Regions from separate parts of the Oryctolagus cuniculus genome. Here region 2 is linked to region 1. Evidence: chromatin contacts called from public Micro-C data. All regions are on one chromosome and are shown on one strand. Each heading gives the region's core, a stretch centred on a gene start, on an enhancer-like site or on the middle of the called end of the contact. The rest is flanking DNA. Distances are from core to core; before and after follow the strand shown. Region 1 holds the start of DNAJB12 (DnaJ heat shock protein family (Hsp40) member B12). Region 2 holds the start of FAM149B1 (family with sequence similarity 149 member B1).

The links. A called contact is a pair of places that touch in the nucleus more often than the background predicts.
Region 2: a Micro-C map of ear pinna shows a contact between it and region 1, with 11 times the contacts expected there. The contact joins the promoter of FAM149B1 here to the promoter of DNAJB12 in region 1. A contact is called at or near these places in 2 of 6 Hi-C or Micro-C datasets (ear pinna and psoas muscle).

The regions. Positions count from the first base shown.
Region 1 is chr15:63,438,716-63,446,243 of mOryCun1.1, reverse strand. It overlaps DNAJB12 (DnaJ heat shock protein family (Hsp40) member B12), which reads left to right and starts at 4,145. Exons shown (of 9, transcript XM_051823791.2): 1 at 4,145-4,423. The coding sequence starts at 4,291.
Region 2 is chr15:64,319,243-64,326,770 of mOryCun1.1, reverse strand. It overlaps FAM149B1 (family with sequence similarity 149 member B1), which reads right to left and starts at 3,162. Exons shown (of 13, transcript XM_070057839.1): 1 at 3,044-3,162. It overlaps ECD (ecdysoneless cell cycle regulator), which reads left to right and starts at 3,157. Exons shown (of 15, transcript XM_070057826.1): 1 at 3,157-3,390; 2 at 4,456-4,670; 3 at 6,789-6,906. The coding sequence starts at 4,466.

The sequences.
Region 1 (7,528 bases), core at 2,896-5,395:
CGCAGGTCTTGCAGAGCTACGCGTGTCTGATCGCGGCTGCTCTTCGAGCTAGGCTCTCCAGACCACGTGTTGTGCACAGACGTGTATGTGTGTACGTAGTTACACATCTCCTGCATGTACCCAGGTAGAATTTCATCAGCTGCTACTCTGATACACCAGTGTTCTCTGAGAAGGAACTTGTAAGCTTACATTTTCACTAAGAATACGATTGTTAAACAAATTTTTTTCAATTTTCTTTTTAACTTTTATTTAATAAATATAAATTTCCAAAGTACAGCTTATGGATTACAGTGGCTTTTTCCCCCCATAACTTCCCTCCCACCCACAACCCTCCCCTCTCCTGCTCCCTCTCCCCATCCATTCACATCAAGATTCATTTTCAATTCTCTTTATATACAGGTCAGTTTAGTATATATTAAGTAAAGATTTCAACAGTTTGCTCCCACACAGAAACACAAAGTGTAAAATACTGTTTGAGTACTAGCTATAGCATTAAATCTCAATGTACAGCACATTAAGGTCAGAGATCCTACATGAGGAGTAAGTGCACAGTGACTCCTGTTGTTGACTTGATTGTTAGACAAATTTAAAAATCAGATTTTTTTACAGGAAGCTTTTAATGAAGTAAATATAAAGACACATTAGGTTGTGAATTTTATGATTGTCATTTATTGATCTGTCATACAGGGAGAAACTATTTAGGAAAGATATATACTATTTAATGAATATCAAGTTGGACTAATTCACCTAAAGAATCACTTCGCTGTAAAACCTGTTAGGATGAATGGGATAGAACTATAAAAATGATGAAGAGAAACAGTTACTTAGGTGAGTTATCCGTATATTTTTAAATGAAGGCTTATCTATATAGTTTTACTCTGCGATAGCAATGAGCTGTCTAATATTTTAGTTCAAGACACTGAAAATTCCCTTCTAGTATGAATTTAAATGTAATAATTTCCAAGAAAAAAAAGGATACTACAATGTAAGGACTTATTCAGCAATACATCTGATCAGGTTATGAAGACTTTTAATTTCATATTCTACTTAGTAATTACTAGTAGTGCTAATGCTTAACAAATTGTATTTCACTACCTACAAAAATTATATAGAACTTCCTGTGAGCATTTTATCAAAATACACCACGCAATCAATACCAGGAGAAAAAAAAAAGGGTTCCCACCACACGCACTCAGCCCACCTAACCTGGCCAAAAGTCAGACTACATGCGGCAATGCGAGTGGAGTCCCGCATCAGAGCCACAGTTCGAATCCTGGGCCGCCTCCAACCCAGCTCCCTGCTAATGTGCCTGGGACAGCAGCAGAAGTTGGCGCAAGTGCTTGGGCCCCTGCACCCACGTGGGAGACCCGGAAGAGGCTCCTGGCTCCTGCTTGTCGCAGTCCTGGCTGTGGCAGCCATTTAGGGAGTGAACCAGCGGGTGGAAGACCTCTTTTTGTCTCTTTTCTCTGTCACTCTGCCTTTCAAATAAAGAAAGAAATAAAGGCGGCTTTGTCACGTCGTAGACACTGAGGAAAGCGCGGCTGTCCCAGTCGTGCCCCGCACTGGAGGACCCCGGCCCCAGGCCGGCTCCAAGCACTCAGTCGGGAGAGGGCCCTCCTCCCGCCCCGGCAGCTGGCCGGAGCAGTCCAGCTCCCAGGCTCAGGCAGCCCATTTGAAAGCGGTCCCGGAGTTACCCATTAACAAGGTTGGGGCCTTGGCTCCTGGCGAACTTGACTCTCAGAGTGGGGCTAACGTCCCCATCACCGTCTACTCCGTAATGGAGCAGCGGAGCCCCAAGAAGCCGGCAGCCAGACCTCTCCAGACTCCAGGGCGAGGGCGTGGGCGTGGGCGTGGGCGCGGGCATGAGCGGCCTTGACCCCAGGACTTTCCCCGTCCCACTTCCAGACCTGCCCCTCCTGGAAGCCAGAGCCGTTCACGTGGACACCCACGGCCACGCAGCCGCGAGGTCCACATTGCCGAGATGGTGGGGCGGCGCAGTTCTTCAACAAGAAGCACCGGAGACAAGTTTCGGTGAACATGTCCAGTTTTTTTTATTAATGATCAAGCATAAGCTTTTAAAGGGCAGGCAGGGGGCGTAGCTACTTCAGGGCCACACTGATTTTACAGGATAGAGCGATATTGGCGCCGCTATGCTTCTCCAATCAGCTTGAAGGCCACGTAGGCTCCCAGGTGGCCCAGATGGGCCTGGGCCACGCCCGGGAGCTGTTTGCCTGATTGGCAATCACAGGGCCCTTCCATGGGGTTGGGGGTGGGGGAAAGGTGCGTGGGCTCGTGGCCCTGCCAGCAGTCAGGTCAACCTCCTGCGTGGGCTAGGCAGGCGATCCCCCAGCCAGGCACAGGATCACCCACACATCTGTTCTGTCTACATGCACTTCCTTGGTGCGTCTAGTCTGATAGCTTTAAATACTATTTATATACATAACAGCTTCCAAAACTGTACTTCCTGCTACAGCTTCTTCCTAAACCCTTCATATCCACGACTTCCTTTCTACTTCTACACCTGACTGTAAGATGTATCACAAACTTAAGATGCCCCAAACACTCCATATCCACCCCTCAGCGGGCCTAACTGCCCCTCAGCTCCCCCGTTGCCCCAGCGTGAATGAACGGGAATTCTGCGCTTCCAGTTACAGTCATGCTCGGGCCTCTCACGCTCTCACACCCCACGTGCTTGGGATTAGCCAAGTGGTCTTGACTGTGTCTTCCAGAAATATCCAGAATACACTTCTCACCATTCTCCATCATCACCTTATCCAAGCGACCACTAACTCTCACCTGGATGGTAACAGTGGTTTCCAGCACAAAAGGCCCACAGAAGGACGAGGAATAGCCAGTGAGTGGACTTGGCGACGTGGAGGCCCCCGGTAACCTTGACATGACTGCCTTGCCTGCACGAGGAACCGGACCCACTCTGCAGTGGCCTCCTGTGTGCTCCCCGCAGCGCATCTCCTGATCCAGAAACAACCCACCGCGGGAATTCCCACTCCACTGTTCCTTCTGCCTGAATTCAGGTGCCTCTTAAGATGATAAGCTGGGGGGCCGGCGCCGCGGCTCACTAGGCTAATCCTCTGCCTGCGGCGCCGGGACACCGGGTTCTAGTCCCGGTTGGGGTGCCGGATTCTGTCCCGGTTGCTTCTCTTCCAGTCCAGCTCTCTGCTGTGGCCCGGGAGTGCAGTGGAAAATGGCCCAGGTCCTTGGGCCCTGCACATGGGAGACCAGGAGGAAGCACCTGGCTCCTGCCTTCGGATCGGCGCAGTGCGCTGGCCGTTACAACCACTTGGAGGGTGAACCAATAGAAAAAGGAAGACCTTTCTCTCTGTCTCTCTCTCTCTCACTGTCCACTCTGCCTGTCAAAAAAAAAAAAAAAAAAAAAAAAAAAAAAAAAAAAAAAGATGATAAGCTGGGGCCAGCGCTATGGTGGAGCAGGTAAAGCCGCCACCTGCAGTGCTGGCATCCCATATGGGTGCTGGTTCAAGACCCAGCTGCTCCACTTCCGATCCAGCTCTCTGCTATGGCCTGGGAAAGCAGTAGAAGATGGCCCAAGTCCTTGGGCCCCTGCACCCGCGTGGGAGACCCGGAGGAAGCTCCTGGCTCCTGGCTTCGGATCAGCCCAGCTCCAGCCTTTGCGACCATTTGGGGAGTGAACCAACTGATGGAAGACCTCTCTCTCTGCAACTCTGCCTCTGCTTCTCTGTAACTCTGACTTCCAAATAAATAAATAAATCTTTAAAAAAAAAAGATAAGCTCTGAGTGATTTCTCTTAATGATAAAGACAGCTCTCAGCAGTACCCCAGCCTCCCCTGTATTCGTCCTCACTGCGTTCATCACTGTGTGAACATACCTGCTTACTGGATGTCTCTGCACGCCCTACACACACTGGAATGTAAGGGGCATGAAGGCATCCTACAACTATGTCAGAAATAGTGACTACTCGTCAAATACATGCTCAATGAAAAAATAAATGCCTTCGTCTCAAACACAGACATGACCGCCAGGAACCTGCAACCATCCTCAACTCTAAGGAAGTGGTACCTCGAGCCCTAGGTATGTGGGCACGCACTATTACAAATTCCTACGCCGAACGTCCCTCTCTTCGAAGACATACGGTAGTGCTTCCGCCCTAGCTCGGCTCTCGCTCAGATCTCGGGAAGGAGGGGCGGAGGGCCATGTCATCATTGTGCGCCGGCCTGCCCCGCGACGCGCCGGCGGCTGGCGCAGCCTTTCGCTCGCCCGGCCTCCCCCTCCCTGGTTCCGCGCTCTGGTTCCGCCATGGAATCCAACAAGGATGAAGCCGAGCGTTGTATTAGCATCGCCCTCAAGGCCATCCAGAGCAACCAGCCCGACCGGGCCCTCCGCTTCCTGGAGAAGGCACAGCGGCTGTACCCGACGCCGCGAGTTCGCGGTGAGTGTCAGGTGCCGAGAGACGGAGGGACGAAATTGGAACTGAAGGGGGGAATACGGGAACGGACCGACGGGAGCAGTTGGGGGAGGGGGAGGGGTGGTGAGGCGCGGCTACGCCTGCGCACTGCGTCGCGCGGTGGCTGCTGGGAGGTGTAGTCTTTCCCTCCCTCGCTTGCTTGGGATGCTGGACGCCTGAAGATCGGGGTGTCGGGGACGTCGGCTTTCGGGGTGCTTGCAGACCGCTGTGGGATCTGACACTCTGGAGGATGCGATGCGCTGGCGGACGGGGCTCTTGGAGCTTACCGGGGAGCAAACTCGAACTACTTCTCCCAAGGGTCCTTTGGGTGGCCCAGGGCCAGTTGCCGGCCTGGGAAATATTACAGTTAGGGAAATAAACATAACTTCTCTGAGGGAGAGAAAGGGCTCTCGAGAGAAAGATTTTCGCCTCTCGGGCGCCCTGGAGAGGTGCCTCCATGTCTTCGCTCCCCCGCACGTCTGTTGGGCAGGGCCAGGGACCAGCCTCCCGAATCAGGAGCCTGCGTGTTTGCCCCCTCCACGCCACCGCCGGGACGGCCGTCCTGAGTCCTGGCCCCTCGCGCCCTAGGATGGACTTCGGGGCTGAGGGCCCTGGGTGGGGTGGGCCCTAGGGGCGGCTGCTGCGCGACCCTGGACTGAAAACTCCCAAGCCGTGCGCGGAGTAGCGAGCTTGTCTCCCCTCATCCCCTCACTTCACCCAGAACCCCTTCAAACAAACGTGCCGGCGCTGGCCTGGCTCACAGCAGGCCCTGGGAACGCCGGGCTCGCTCGGCCTGACCGCCACCCGCGGACCCTCCTGAGCTGGCCTTGCTCATCAGCAGGATGGGAGGCTGGCACGGGTTCTGCGGGTCCCAGCCGTGCCCACAGGGCCTTTTAGTTTAGAGAGTTGGGGAGACAGAGCAAGGAGCAGCGTCGTCACTCCGTGGATGAGAGGCCGTCCCAGAGAGACTTGCCCAGGATTCCACAGCTGGGCGCTGGGGAGTTCTGGGACTGGCGAGGGGTCGCTGAAGGAGGGCTGTGAAACTGAAGAGCTGCCGGCAGCCTGCTGAGCCTGCCCGGGTTATGCAATGGCGCCTGGAGAAGGCTGGCAGCAGAGGCGGCTGGAGCGCCTGAGCCTCCCTCCCGCCTGACTCTGCAGGTTGATCTTTGGCCTGTTTGCCTCTCTCTTGGAGAGAGTTCAGGGTGTGTTTGCCAGGCCTCCTGGGTAACCTGCTCGTGGAGCTTCTCCACACAGTAAGCCACGTGGTCTAAGTGGGGCGTCCTGGGGCTCTGGACCTCCGGCTGTTGGCTGTTGGCTGTCGGTGTTCTCACCCTGCTTGCTGGGGCTCAGGAGGAGGCAGGAAAGGAGCAGCCACAGGTCTGGTGTGTGTGTGTGTGTGTGTGTGGTGGGGGTCATGCTGTCCACCTCCTGTGCCCGTTCAGGGGCTGGGGGGTGTCCTCCCTGCAGCTCAGGCAGGAGAGTCGCCGGCTGTGTGTGTGTTTTCACTCTTCTGCCTAGAGCATGTGCCTCATGCATCGCCTTGTGCCCTCACTAGCCCTGCGCTGAGTTGACAAGGACCTGGGGTTAGCCTAGACCAGGGACAGGGAAATCTTGGCTAAGAAGTCTTAGATGGTTGTCTACACTGGGTGCTTTGGGCTTGGGCTCATTTCTGATACTCATTCAAGGCAGCAGACTTCTGTGGGAGATCTGCTTGCTGTGTTGTTTGTTTGCAAAGTTCGGTGCGTCGTGCTAAGTGGTGTGGTGGCGCTGGTGAGATGTGAGCCCTTGCTTCGGAGAGCTTACGGCCTAGTGAAGGAGACAGAGTTATGTGGGGAAACTACAGAGCAAAAGGTCCTGACTGTAACTGAGCAGAAATCCAGTCCGCACCATCCATGGGTGCACGGTGGGTGGGGCAAGTGTAGGGGACAAGCACGTTTGAACACGAAGCTGTGAGCTGTGCAGTCGGTGCTATTGCAAGGGCGTAAACATAACGTTACTCCACCAGAGGGAAGGCCGTGGAGAGTAAGATGGGAGACCGCATTTCAGGTGTGCTTTTAGGGGAATTTGAGGCTTAGAGAATGAAACAGTGGGAAAAGACATGGAGGACAGGGAGCCGGCACTGTGCTGAAGCGGGTAAAGCCACCACCTGCCGTGCATCCCATATGCACGCCGGTTCGAGTCCCAGCTGCTCCACTTCCGATCCAGCTCTCTGCTATGGCCTGGGAAAGCAGTGGAGGATGGCCCAAGTCCTTGGGCCCCTGCACCTGCGTGGGAGAACCCGAAGAAGCCCCTGGCTCCTGGCTTCAGATTGGCGCAGCTCTGAACCAGCGGATGGAAGACCTCTCTCTCTCTTTCTCTGCCTCTGCCTCTCTGTAACTGTCTTCCAAATAAATAAGTAAATCTTTAAAAAGGGGGGGGGGCTGGGAGGGGAAGATGGGTGGGGAAGGGGGTGCTAGTGGGATGTTCCAGAGGGGTTGTCAGTGTGGGACTCAGGAGAGACCTCAGGCTCCACGTGGAAGTCTGATAGCGTCTGCGTGACGGAGCGTATCAGAGCTGTGTGTGGCGAGGGTCACTGTGGGGACGGGTGGGACAAGGAGAGAAGGCTGCTGCAGGTCATTGTGGGCAGAGGCAGAGCGAGACAGAGCAGCAGCAGGAAGAGGTCCCAGGAGGTGGCAGCGGCCGGGTCGCCATGGAGAGGCGGATCAAGGAGGCGGTGAGCAGCGGCGCTGTCCGATGCTGCGGAGGCCACCTGGGAGAAGGCCAAGCTGAGAAGTCAGAGAAGGATCAGGAGCAGTTGTGGAGCGCGGCATTGGAGAGGTAGAAGCTCGCGTGGAGGGAGGGGCTGGAGAGGGAGGCTCAGAGCCACCTGGAAGGACTTGGCCTTCTCCACGTGACCTGAAGCTGATGCCATGGGAGGTGGCCAGGGAAGCCCTGGGGGCTGGATGGTTGCACCGTCGAGCAGTAGCTGAACTCTCAACTGGGAGGTCGCAGAGCAGGGGTGATGGACCTGGTTAGTCCCTTCCTGGGAGTTTCTGTCTAGCACCTGGCTGCCTGAGAGCCATTGGGTTTTCTGGGGGCTTAGCAGCAATG
Region 2 (7,528 bases), core at 1,913-4,412, 880 kb before region 1:
TCCTTCCTCACAGATTTCTGTAGTTGAATAAATGTAGGCATCATGATAGATAAATAAAGTTATACACTTTTCTTTACAGGAGATCTCCCCAGGGTCTTTAATATGCAAATACATATTATAAATCTCTAATATTCTTATATCACAGGAAAGGAAACTGAAGTACAGAGAGATTATGTAACCTGCTTATGAGCATAAGGTTAATAAGTGATGGAATCAGGATTCAAATACAAGCAGTTCGGCTTCAAGGCTTCTCAACGGAAATGAACAGTTTGAGATTCTAGCAAATTGTACCATTTTTGTTATATAAAATTAAAGGCTCAGGCATTGAAGCTTATGATTATTTCTCTGATGATAGAAATGGATTTGTGGAGAGCCATCTCATTCAATGATCTTACAGTAACAGCCTATCTTTGAAAAAGTGGTCAGAATAGAAATACAGATTTCAGCTATAAGATAGAGATTGAAGACATGTTTTAATCTATCAGGGAAATTGAATATGAAGTGACAATTAGATAATAACAAGGAAATACCGTTAAATTTGATGATAGCATTGCTATTACATAAGAAAATGTCACTAATTTTTGGAGAGGCATGCTGATGTATACAGGGGTAAAATGATAATCTCTGAAATTTCATCTGCCTTGTTTCACAGAGGCTACAGAAAAATATAAAGATAGATGAATCAAATATATTAAAACTTTGATAACTTGTATGTGGTCCATTATATTATTCTCTATTCGTTTGAAATTTTTCATTAAAAAATAATAAGCAGTTGAAAATCACTCTTCTCCAAACGTTTACAATGTGTAAGTGTTGGGAGAAAACTAAAGTTATTGCCTCGAAATAGCTTATCATTATAATATCTGAAGTAAAAACTGCTTTAATTTACTGTCATTTATATGTATTGTACCTTCCTTATTTACTACATCATGACTCCAGCTAGAGAATTCTCTTTTGGGAGAGTTTTTAGGGAGTATCAGTCAACACTCAAGAATAAGTAGTGTAACTCTGCTGGGTCAATAATTTTGATCTCCTAAGTGCCTACCAACATTTTTTATACATGATTTTTACTGTCAGAGTGGGTTGGAATTAAATATAAAAGCAGATTTTTAGCTAAGCTTTTTATTGAGAAATGATTATTTCTTTGCTTTAGTGTCTGAAGAACTTACTATCTGCATTGATATAGTGTAGAAATCTTATTTCTTAACAGATACTAAGGTTCTGAAAGGCAAGGAGTGTGGTTAGCCTTATTTTCTTTGTCTATTGTATGTCTATTGTCCCAAGTAAAGGTGAGAAGGGACAAGGAAATCACCATTTCCTGCAGCCTATTATGTATTAATCCTGACCCAGTCACTTAGATGTGCTTTTCTCACATGGCAGAAATGAAGGCTCGGCTTTAAGTAATTTGCCTACAAATCACATGGCTAGAAAAGAGCCTAGCCAGAAACATAATACGCTTACTATTACCATGGATTGTCAGGATTTAACTAAAATGCATGGTGAGCATCATGGACACCAGGTCAAGCTGCTCCTGGCATGCCCACATCCTGTCATCAGGACACCTGGGATTAAGTCCACCTCTGATTCGCATCCAGCTTTCGACTACTGCAGCTGGGAAGCAGCAGATTACGGCTCCTGCCACCCACATGGGACCCAGATGAAGTCCCTGGCTCTGGCTCCTGGCTTCTGCATGGCTTAGCCCTGGCTGCTGAGGTCATTTGGGGAGTGAACCAGCGGACAGATCTCTCTCTCTTTTTTTCTAACACTCTGCCTTTCAATAAATAATAAAGTCTTTTTAAACAATAAATGTATGGTTGCTATAATTATATAATCTTTTATTTTTTAGAATTTATTTATTTGAAAGGCATTGTTAGAGAGAGAGAGAGAGAGAGAGAGAGAATCTTCCATCCACTGGTTCACTCTACAAATGGCTGCAATGGCTGGGGGTGGGCCAGGGCCAGGCTGAAGCTTCTTCTGGGTCTCCCATGTGAATATGCAGGGGCCCAAGGCCTTGGGGCCATTTTCCACTGCTTTCCCAAGTGCATTAGCAGGGAGCTGGATAGGAAGTGGAGCAGCCAGGATGCCTGCATTGCAGGTGGCAGCTTAACAACGCTGGCCCCTGGTTATATAATCTTCAAATGTGTACCCTTTCTGAAAAAATTTCATTTTCTGAAAAACAATCTATAATCATGTGTATTTTACAGTAATTATTAACTATCAAAAAGTGTCCATCCTTTTGAAAGTGAAAAGCATTAATGAATATAAGACACTCTACTTGGTACACTTCACTAGTGGGAGGAATTGGGTCTTTAAGCCAGATACATTTCTGAAGTCTCAAAAGCAAAACCGACCCTCACGGCTTCTGAGTAATTGCACAGGGCGGCAGTGTGTGTGATGGTTTAGACCTCAGGCTTCAGAATCAAGAGCTACACTAGGTTTGTGCTTCTCAGCTCGCTGTGTAGTCTGTGGCGTGCTACAATACTTCCTTCTGGGATCTTTATCTGTAGAATGTGCAAAACCGTAGTCCCAATCTAATATCCTTGTCGATAGGATTAAATGCATGCAAACAGCTTTTGCGCGGTGTCTGGCACTAGATAGATTCAACTTAAATGGCCATTGACTGTGGCCTCAGGAAACCCAGTCCCTAAATTCAGAATTTACAGTCCAAGAAGTTGGGCAGGTGCAAGTGACAGGACCCCAGTTGGAGACGGAAGGACAAGGGGCAGCGTCCAGCAGGGCTGGGAGAAGCGAATTCCAAAGAGAATTTTTCTCCCCCCAGCCGTGGAAAAGGAAAGGAGCGCAGGCCTGGCCAAGAAGGGGCCCCGCAGCGCCCGCAGTCCGCCTCAGCCTCCCCCGGCCCCGGCTGGGGTGGCTGAGCAGTCCACTCACAGCTCCAAGCTCTGTGGCACGGCCTTCCGAGTGTATCTGGAGATCATCCTCCTCCTCCTCCTCCTCAGCCGCGGCCGGGGCGGGCACGCCAGGGTGGGGGCCTCCGGGCCTGGCCCTCCCGCCGGCTCCGGCCCGGCCCCCTCCCGCCACCTACCGGCCCCGTCTCGCCCCGTCGCCTAGACTCCGGACTGCCACCTCCCCAGGATCCCCTCCTCTTCAGTCCGCCGACCTCCCAGCGTCCCCGTGGGGGGCGGAAGTGACGTGACAGCCGGGCACCTACCCAATGCTCCGGCCGACGCGCGGCAGTGACGACACCGAAGGTTCCGGAAACTGAGCGGGCGCTAATTTAAAGCGGTTTTGGCTGGCCTGAGCTCCGGCGGGTAGCCGAGCCTGGACCAGGCTGTGGCGGCTGGTGACAGCTTCTCGACCAGCTCACACAGTAGAAGAAGCGGCCGAGGAAAGGTGCCGCCGCAGAGAAGGTGCAGAAGAGGCCCTAGAACCGTAAGCGGATTTGACTTCATTTTGTCAGGTGGAAGGAGGGAGCGTAGGCTGAGCGAAGAGGTCGGGCCGCTGCTGCTTGGTGGCTTCTGTTCCTGTGCCCCGGGCTTTCTCATTTACAGTGAGGCGTTGGCCCGAGTGACCTCAAGCTTCTTCCAGTCCGGATACACTGCAGTCTGAATGATGAGGGGGTGCTTGGTGTTATGGGGTGGGTGTGCAGAAGTATTTGTCCCTGTAGGTTGAAAGGCAGAATGGTGATTGGGACAGACTGTGGTGAGCGGCGTCGGGATAGAAGGTGCAGGTTCTTTCTCAGGGCGTTAGGAAGCCGAGCCAGGGTGAGGGTTCCGGCGCTGCGGTGGCGTGGTCCTCGCCGCCTGTTTGTAAGGAAAGTTCCTCGTAGTATCCCGGGGTGCAGCCTCTGAGACTCGGAAAGGGGGCACGTTTAGGACAGACAGCTAGGAGCAAGAGTCTTGGGCCAGTTATTTTTGGGGTGAGACACAGGACCGGAATGTTCTGCAGTTTTGGGTTTTTCTGTGCCATACACTGTCCATCGTAAGGGGAACAGGTGGATTCTACAGAGCAAGAGAGATTGCTCTTTATTGCACTTAAATAGCAGAACTGGTGGAGTGACACGTCCATCATGCAGTTAAAAAGCCCCAGAAAGAAACACTGAAGTGGCTCAAGTCATGCTACTCATTAGTGATGAGCTGGGACTTACGGTTGTATGTGAACAGTGAATGCCAGTGCAGTGCTTCTCAAAGTGTTAACCCACACCACTGCTAGCACAAGGGCAAACGTGTAAAATTTTAGTGTTACGGACTGTTAATTTGGGAATGTGATCCTGCGTTTTTGCTCATTACATTATACCAAAGTTTAACATACTTTCATATATAAAGAACATTTTTAAATATAAAATGTCATTGAATAAATGTCATTAAATAAATGTTACTGTAGGTGGTACATGGTCAAGGCAAAAGCTATGATGATGGTTTGTGGATAATTGAATTTTGGAAAACAGCCAACATTTTTCTATGTCTGTGATTTATATTATTGAAACTTTAAACATAGTTTTCAAAAAATGGAGGAAAACATGAAGCTTGCCACCGTGGAAGACACAGTGGAGTACCGCCTGTTCCTGATACCAGATGAACGAAGGGACCCAGAAAAGCATAAAGAGATTCTTGAGAAGTCTATTGAAAGGATCATGACCCAGTTTGCTCCCATGCTGGTCTCCTATATCTGGCAGAATCAACCTTTCAATCTCAGATATAAACCTGGGAAAGGTAAAAAAAAATCACCCATACCTCATTCAGCGTTGTCAAGAAGAGAATTGTATCCTTAATTTTTTAGATTAATGATGCTTTCTCATATATATTTGAACCCTTAAACTTAAAATTTTTTTGTTTTATTCATATTGATGAAAACTTTCTAATAGTTATTACCTTAAGAACTGTCATATACTAAACATTACTACATCCATGCCCATTGTTTTGAAAATTACTTTATTATGCCATAATATATCTACGTACACAGATAAATCAGGTTCAGACATTTGGCTTCCTTAATCAGAGTCCTTTTACTATTACTCAGTCTTCCTGAGTTGTTTTGGTGAGGATCTAGGAACAGCTTTTCCTGACTTGCAAAGAGAAATAGCTATGCTTTCTGACCATGATTTGCCAGGAGGAAGCATTTTGAGTTTCCTTCACTGCTGCCCTGTGTTGTGGTGTTTGAGATCCAATATTTGGCAAAATATAGCGCTGTGTTCTGTGGCTGCTTACAGCTTTATGAGAGTGAGTCGTGGGCGGTGGCCAAGGCTTGACGGCTTGATCACATAGTGATGTATGAGGGCACCTGGTTGAGATCAGGAGCCTGCACTCTTGTCAGACTGACAGTCGGTCTCTCGGTTTCATGCAGATCTGTTATTGCTAAGTGTCTTCCCTACTGTTTATTTTTTGCTACTTTCCTTTATTTGAGAGACTGTTTGTTTATTCGGAAGGCAGAATGTCAGAGGCAGAGGGAAAGACAAAGAAGAGAGAGAGAGAGAGATCTTCCATCTGCTGGTTCATTCCCCAAATGGCTATAACTGCCAGTTTTGGGACATGCTGAAGCCCAGAGCCTGGGATTCCATCAAGTTCTCCTTTGGGCCACCTTCCACTGCCTTCTCAGGTACATTAGCAGAGAGTGGAGTGGCCAGGACTCAACATTTCCAGTGAAACCATCTGGTCCAGGGCATTTCTTTGTTAGGAGGTCTTTGATTATTGATTCCATCTCTTTACTAGTTACAGATTGGGTCAGATTTTTATTTCTTCATGATCCAGATTTGATTGATTGTGTGTTTTTAGAAACGTGTCTGTTTCTCCTAGGTCATCCAGTTTGTCAGCATATAGTTGTTCATCGTATTCTCTTTTAATTCTTGTTGTTTGTGTGGCACAGGTTGTTAATGTCCCTTCTTTCACTTTTGGTTTCAGTTATTTGAGTCTTTGTTTAAAAACAACAAATTACTCTAGTTAATAGTTTATTTTGTTGATGTAGTATATAAAAACCCTCAACTTTGTTTTTCTATTATTTTTCATTTCTGTTTCTTTTATCTTCTGTAATCGTTATTATTTCATTATAATAATCCTGGGTTAAATATAATAACCCTGGATAATCCTGGGTTTTGTTTGTTCTTTTTCTAGTTCTTTGAGGTGTAAAATTAAGTTGTTGATTTGAGATCTTTCACAACTATATATTTCTATTTTAGCACTGCTTCCATCAAATTTTGTAAGTTTTGGTAAATTGTGCTTTTGTTTTCATTTGTCTTAAGATATTTTCGGGAAGGGAGCGGGGTGAGGGGCTTGAGGGAAAGAACCACTGCATTCCTAAAGTTGCATCTATGTAAAAATGCATTCATTAAATTAGAAAAACGGTATTTTCTACTTTCCCTCGTGATTTCTTCTCTGACTCATTTGTTTAAAGTGTGTTTCATTTCTGTGTATTTGTAGATAGCATACTTGTTCTGAAATTTCTGTTCCATGTAACTGTAGCTTCCTGATATTCCCAGAATATTCAGCTGCCTATTATACCTCTGTGCCTTTGCACATACTCTTCTCCCTGGAGAACTCACCTCTGGTCATTCCCCCAGGAGAGCATAGCTCGAATACCACCTCCTTTATGCTCACATTGCCCTTTGTGCATACTTTGTTCTAGAGTTCGTCGTCTTGTTTCGAGATGATTTTCGTTGTCTATCTCTTGTTTGAGACCCAAGCTCCTCAAGGGTAGGCATCTTATGTCTTGTTCAGGATTGCAGCCCAGGTCCCAGTATAATACTTGGAACATAGTCAGTGAACATTTTATTCAATGGAATGATCAAATGTATGTTTATTTATCTAGTTATATAGTTGCTTTCCTCTTGTTTTTAGGAGATGTTCCTGCTCATATCTTCGGTATGACAAAGTTTGGGGATAACATTGAGGATGAATGGTTTATTGTTTATTTAATAAAGCAGATTACAAAGGAATTTCCAGAATTAGTAGCAAGGTATTGTAATTTTTAAAATTATTCTAAAGGAATTATATTATTGAATTTAAGTGACTGCTTTATTTATTTATTTTTTAAAGATTTATTTATTTACTTTGAAAGTCAGAGTTACACAGAGAGAGAAGGAGAGGCAGAGACAGAGAGAGAGAGGTCTTCCATCCGCTGATTCACTTCCCAGTTGGCTACAACAGCCGGAGCTGCGCTGATCCAAAGCCAGGAGCCAGTAGCCTCTTCCAGGTCTCCCACGTGGGTGCAGGGGCCCAAGGATTTGGGCCATCTTCTACTGCTTTCCCAGGCCATAGCAGAGAGCTGGATAGGAAGTGGAGCAACCGGGTCTCAAACTGGTGCCCATATAGGATGCTGGCACTGCAGGCGGTGGCTTCACCTGCTATGCCACAGCACCAGCCCTGTGACTACTTTTTTAAAAGATCTATTTTATTTCTTTGAAAGTTAGAGTTAGAGAGAGAGGGAGAAGGATAGAGGGAGAGGTCTTCCATCTGCTGGTTCACTCCCAAAATGGATGCAATGTCTAGGGCTGGGCCAGGCCAAAGCCAGCAGCCAGGAGCTGCTTCTGGGTCTCCCACATGGATGTAGGGGCCCAAGCACATAGTTCATTTTCTGC